Linked DNA regions of Rattus norvegicus: region 1 is linked to region 2. Evidence: chromatin contacts called from public Hi-C data. All regions are on one chromosome and are shown on one strand. The core of a region is the stretch at or near the end of the contact, and the rest is flanking DNA. Distances in the headings are between cores, read along the strand shown. Region 1 overlaps Prkce (protein kinase C, epsilon). Region 2 overlaps Prkce (protein kinase C, epsilon).

Region 1 (2,953 bases), core at 67-2,566, 110 kb before region 2:
GGACTCCACCCCTCTGGAACCATAAGCACCAAGAAACTCTTTACTCTTAGGTGGCCTTGGTCATGGTGTCTGGTTACAACAATGGAAAAGTCACCAATAGACTCGGTTTCTAGGATATGGGGAGGAATGGCTCTCCCAGAAACTTCCTTGAGAGCATCCCAGCAGATTGTGCAGCGCTTTAAGATGGGTACAGACCGGCTGGCAGAGCGTGGAAGGGTGTAGAGTAAGGAAGGCCCTGTGTCTTTTCCGGCATCCAGCAATGATCACCGTGCAGAGCCATCAACAGTAACCATAATGGCCCAGTCGAGTCTGGCAGCTGCAGCCTGCTGGGGGACCATGCTGAATTCAAATAGTGACTTAAGATTTCTGTCTACGGGGTTGGGGATTTAGCTCAGTGGTAGAGCGCTTGCCTAGGAAGCGCAAGGCCCTGGGTTCGGTCCCCAGCTCCGAAAAAAAGAACCAAAAAAAAAAAAAAAGATTTCTGTCTACAAAGCTGTTCTGTCCTTGGCTGTGCCGTAGTCTTCTTGCACAGACTCTGGGAAATAAAAAGCAAATAAAACGATTCTGGCACCCAGCACTAATGAGAATGGGCAGATAGGCCAGTCAATAAAACCACAAATACATACCCATCAAGTTCAGGCCTTGTGCTAGACTTGAGATCCTGCTGTGGTTTTGAGTTTCTAGAGAACCTAAATCAGGCTACGGAAGCTACAGAGCTGGCCCTTGAAATAGGGCAAGCATTGGGAAGAAGGTGGGCACCTAGAGATGGGCTCCAAAGTCCTTTCTAGAGTTCATCTTGACGTGTTCCCCACACTAGGTTTCACAGCTCCGTTCTCCTGCTTCTTTGCGGACAAATGATAAGGAAAAAGAGGTGAGGTTTGTGGGGAAGGGTGCATACTGAGAAAATAAGGAGAACAGACTCTTGTGGAGTCAGAGGCTGAGGGAAAGGAGCATGGCAGTGCTGGGGACCCTCGTTAGGGACTGAAGTGTCCCTCTTGGTGCTAAAGAGCATGGCCTTCCTGCTCCAGGTGTGAACCTGGTACAGAAGCTCCTTTTTCAGAAATCTCCTGTTCCATTGGCCTCTGGAGCTCAGAGGGCTCCCAAGAGATAGATTTATTTTGATTTTTGTGGTTAACAGAAAACTAAAATTCCCAGGCCCTTCTAGATGTTGTGTGTTTGTGTTTTATCATCCCCATTACAAAACCATCCCTTCCAACTGGATCCCACAAAACCCGACTTGGCCAGTCTCACCCGTGGCATTGCCTCTTTAAAACTTGCATCTCTGCACACTGTACCCATCCCCCACCCTCTGGCATTTCCTGCCAGGCCTGGGAAGCCAAATCCTGGAGGACTTTGCTGTGAGGGAAACTGGGAATGGGGCTGAGCCTCTACAGGATCTCCACCCGCCCACCAGCCTCCCTCCAGCCCTGGGGAACGGGTGGCGTGGAGAATCCTTAAAAAGCAACTGGTGATGTTTTTCAAATGTGATTTAATCATCTCTGTGGGCAAGGGGAGAGCTGCCTGGAGCAAGTGTTGACAACATAGTAGAGGATTTGTAGTTTCAAAGAACTCTAATTTTTTTTAACTTTTAACAAAACTGCAAACCCTAAAGAAAAGAAGGGATGGCGGGGGTACAAGGTGACCAGGAGAGAGAAAGATCTAGTGAATAATCAGGCCACCTAAGAGAACGGAGAAAGCAACCTGAAGGGTAGGCCATGATCCTGCTAGGCCAGGTGACATTGGGGTGGTGGGGCCTGGGAGGAGTTGGAGGGCTTTTGGCCCCTTTGCTGGCTGTTTCTAGAAAACAAAAGCCCTCGATGTTCAATACCTCTAGATGGTTTGGATTAGCAGCCCTCGGGACTCTATGCTACGGGCTCGACAGTAGAAGATTGGAAGTGGTAGTGCTGGGCTTGGTAATGCTCTCCAGCGTTAGGTGAAGAGAGTCTACGTGGATGCTTTGGGCTCTGTGTGACACAGTGTCTTATCCAGTGATGCGAGGAAGCACATCTTGGTGCTGAAGAACATCCTGTGTGAGCAGGATGGGTGGGCGGCAATGCCATTTCTCTTCCTTAGCCAATTTACACTCAGGGCCCTGTGGCCTGCAAGTGACTGAGGGCTTATGGAGACTCTGATAGGAGGGTCGGTGTGTAAAGTCACTGAGTGCCAATCTCCGTTGCCTGAGGAGAGCCGAGGGACGTGGAGAGGGGGATAAGAGTGCAAGTAGAGGGGCCGCATAATTTCATACCAATCAGGCTGCATGAAGAAAGTGGTCACCCAGGTCTTGAAGCAAGGACCCATTCTAGAATGAAGTGCAAAGTTATAGGGCTCACTTTGCTCCAGTGTGCCCACCTCAGGGCAGACAGGGAGGAGTGCTGCCTCTTAGTCTAGAGTCTGTCACATAAGGTAGCTTCTTTACATGTAAGGAAACACGGAAAGAAGATTTTCTTCTATATTTCCACATTTTATTATGGTAAAATAAACATAGGATTTATCACCTTTGAACACTTGGAGGCTGAGGCAGGAGGATAGAAAGTTTGAGGCGACTCTCTCTGTATATGAAGATTGACTCAAAGAAAGATCAAACAAACAAAACACCCAAGCCAAAAAACAAATTCTCTAACTTTGGGGACGAAGTGATAGACACATTTATACACTTGTGTGTGTGTGTGTGTGTGTGTGTGTGTGTGTGTGTGTGTGTGTGTATTCTTCCACGTGGGTCTGTTTGGCACGTTTTCCAACATGAAGGGGCACACTCATTCTGCTCACCTCTTTGCTCACTCCAATGCTGCTAATTTTTATATTCACACTCAGGGTTCGTGGAGGTGCCTTGTTGAGGTAGGGTGTGTGCGTGTGTGCTCATGCAGACCCCATGCGTGTTGTAGCCGGATGGAACTCCATTGCCGCTTTCCCATCTGACAGAGCAGCCCCACTTTGTCCAGCTTCATATTAACAT
Region 2 (3,248 bases), core at 514-3,013:
TTGAGACCCATGTGGTTAGACAGAGGGGGAGAATTGGCAACAAGGAGAGTTTGAATCCCGTAGTGCGTAGGAGATACAGAGGAAGCCTGGTTGCACTGATCTCTTCCTGAGTGATGGGAAGACTAGGGTGGAGGCCACAGGACATCAGATGCGCCGCCTCTGGTGACTTAATAGTTCCCAATGATAGTATGTTTAAGTGGTTCTGTGTGTTACTTGGAAACATGGCTAGCAGGGATGGGATCTGAGGAATCGTCTCTTTACTTACTTGTTACTGTACCCATTCAGCCGACTACTATGGAGAGGCCATATTGTACCAGGCACTGTGGCAACTCAGAGGCTTCTTCCCCATGGAGTCATTCATTGTGCATGAAAGACACAAAGTGGGGCCAATGCTAGGACACCAAGGGCAGACACGGGAACCAGCTACAGACATCTGTGTCTCCTGTTTTGATTTTGAGGGGACATGGTAACTTGTGAGGCCAGGGACCAGACTGATGAAGGTGACACGGGTCCCCTCATTACACAGTGCCCTCAGATCTTAGGATACTACTGAATACATGCAGAACACGGGTTTAAAATTGCGTTTGGTTTGTTTTGTTTAAGTGCGCACTGACAAAGATTTGCTCCCAAGAGGAGATGGCAGCATTTAGTGTACAACAGTTAGGTTTGAAGGTTCAAGTCTCACAGCTTCCAGTTGCCAGTGGATCCTAACAATGTTAGGTCTTCAGCATGGAGCTAACCACCTCATCTCTCCACGTTTGGTCAGAGAAACACAGGGAAGCAACTTGTTTGACATCTCTGTCCTCAGATCTAGTCTGTACATCGGATCCCAAGTAGCCATTTTGATAAGTCCATGGTGACATGTACTTGGTTGGTGACATGACAAGGGGTGGGACACCAGATATGAATATCATGATGGCCTTGGAGCCTCTTCCCCATGACAGGGGATACAAATACCTGTTCTCCATCAACAGGGGTCAGGAAATTACCCAGCAAAAGCTAAGCATGTGCAAGCCTTCCTCGATGTGAACTTTAAAGAAGTTGTATTTTGGTTTTTGTGTGTGGTTTCAAGTGAATGCAAGTCCCCAGGCAGGTTAGAGGATGGAGTCAGGGTCTTTGGAACTGAAGTTACAGGCTGGTAGGAGCCACCTGCTGTAGATACTGAGAACCCAATTTGGGTCCTCTCCAAAAGAAGTGTGGGCTCTCACCCGCTGAGCCATCTATCCGGGCCCTTGCTATGGGTTTGTAGGAAGCAAGCATCGAGGCTTACAATCAGATAAGTTACTCTGCAGTGACTCCAAGCCCTACTTCCCGGGTACACCCCCAGGTTACTTGTCTTGGCTCTAAGCCAGCCATTTGACACCTGAGTCTTTAGCTGTCAGAACAGTAGGTGAAGGCCTGCTCTCCCTAGATAAGTCCGTGTGGTGAAAATGCCCTTGTCTGGCTTATCAGTTTCATCTTATAAATGTGTTTCCATGAGTCAGAACAGCCATCCTGTGGTAGCAGCAATGCTTGCTGTCCCACAGAAGGGCCAAGCGTGGACGCACTCAATTCACCTCAGGCAACAGGGCAAAGTGGTTAAGCACATGGAAGTGGTTTCCTGCCACCTGTGTGTCAGGGATCAGTTAAAAAATAAATGTCCCCAGACCCTTTTTTTTTTCTCAATTAGAAAAATGCAGATAAGAGTCCTCCCTGGAGGGTGTAGTAGGACACACATCCAGTTCCAGCCAGCTGGGAAGGCTGAGGTGGGAGGGACTCAGGAGTCTGAGATCAGCCTGGGCAATCCATCAAATTAAGAATCACGAAAGCAATAGCCTTCAAGATTGCAGGGCGGGGATAGATAAAAACTAGACGTTAGGAGTCAACAGTGGGCTTGACCTGAAAGCGTTTGGAGAAAATCTCTTTAAAAGGCAGTGATAGCTGGGCAGACACCACCGGGTGGTGGTGTGGACTTGGGGAATCTCAGAGTTTGAGGCCAGCCTGGTCTACAGAGAGAGTTCCAGGACAACCAGGGATACACAGAGAATCCCTGTGTCAAGGGATCAGAATATAAATAGATAGACAAATAGACAGACAGACAGATAGCAATGACTGGGGCCAGGAAATAGCTCTGTGGTTAACAGCACTGGCTGTTCTTGCAGAAGACGGGATTTGATTCCCAGCACCCACATGGCAGCTCATGACCATCTGTGACTCTGGTTCCACAGGACCCAAAAACACCTCTGGGCTCTGTGGGCACCAGGTACGCCATTTGGTGTGGATACCTACATTGTAGGTAAAATACTCCAGCACACAAAATATCTTATTTTTAAGAGACAGTGATGGCTGGAGAGATGGCTCAGTTGGTAAAGTGAGCCTGATACCCCAACAACCCATGCAAAGTGGTGGGGATGTGGCGATGCAAACCGTTAACCCTATAACTGCTAAAGCAACAGGACCCCTGAGGCCTGCTGACTCTAAATTCAGTGAGAGACCCTGCCTCAAAAAATACTAGGTGGAGAGTTACTGAAGAACCCCCCAATGCTGACCTTTACACTCAGAGGCACTCGTGTGCACACCCACTTCCCCCTCCCTCACCCTCCACATAGCAGCTCTTTGGATTTTAAATGATTGATCTGCAAAAATGTAGGTTTCTTCCTCTGATGAACACAGAACAAAACAGTGAATCACTCCACAGGCTTCATACTTCAGCATGCTTTTGTTTATGAAGATAATGGCTACCCCTTACTTGCCTCCCTGCTTGGCCTCATGTGGCCTTTGAGTGACTGAGCATTCTTGAAAGAGAGGCTGGGTTGTTGCCACAGAGGATGCCAGGCAGATGATACCAGCCAGTCATTACCATTTGCTACAATAGCCCGGGGCGTTTAACCAGAGGGCGTTTTGACTCCACAGAGAAAGCTCGCCTTTCTCCTGAGTGTCTTGTGAAATACTGGAGGTGTTTGGAAATGCGCCAGGAGCACTTCCATTCCTCCCTGACTAACCAGTCAGCCTCAGACAAGCAGTTTCTGCACCACCTGCCTCAAGAGTGATCCAAATGCTGGCACCCCTGAAATCATTTTCCTGATCTCTTATCTCAAGTAACTAAGAATTTCCTGTCAACTATGTGGCGTGGAGGCCTAAGCTCTGTGGAACAAACACTCGAGGGAGTGGAGCATTCAAACACAGCTTCTGGGTTTGTAGCAGCATGGGGTGTTCAGCACTTCTCCTTCAAGGTTTCAAGACAAGCACAGACATTGTCCCCATTTCTT

What was found. A called contact is a pair of places that touch in the nucleus more often than the background predicts.
Region 1: a contact with region 2 is called in a Hi-C map of psoas muscle, with 1.8 times the contacts expected there. The contact joins two enhancer-like sites.

The regions. Positions count from the first base shown.
Region 1 is chr6:13,867,429-13,870,381 of GRCr8, reverse strand. The region is part of intron 10 of Prkce (protein kinase C, epsilon); the gene reads left to right. Among named protein-coding and RNA genes, the nearest start is that of Prkcel1, 61 kb to the left of the region's middle. Within about 2 kb of position 1,316, at least 23 of the 93 cell types and tissues checked have an H3K27ac peak or open chromatin away from gene starts, as enhancers often do.
Region 2 is chr6:13,760,531-13,763,778 of GRCr8, reverse strand. The region is part of intron 11 of Prkce (protein kinase C, epsilon); the gene reads left to right. Among named protein-coding and RNA genes, the nearest start is that of Epas1, 140 kb to the right of the region's middle. Within about 2 kb of position 1,763, at least 12 of the 93 cell types and tissues checked have an H3K27ac peak or open chromatin away from gene starts, as enhancers often do.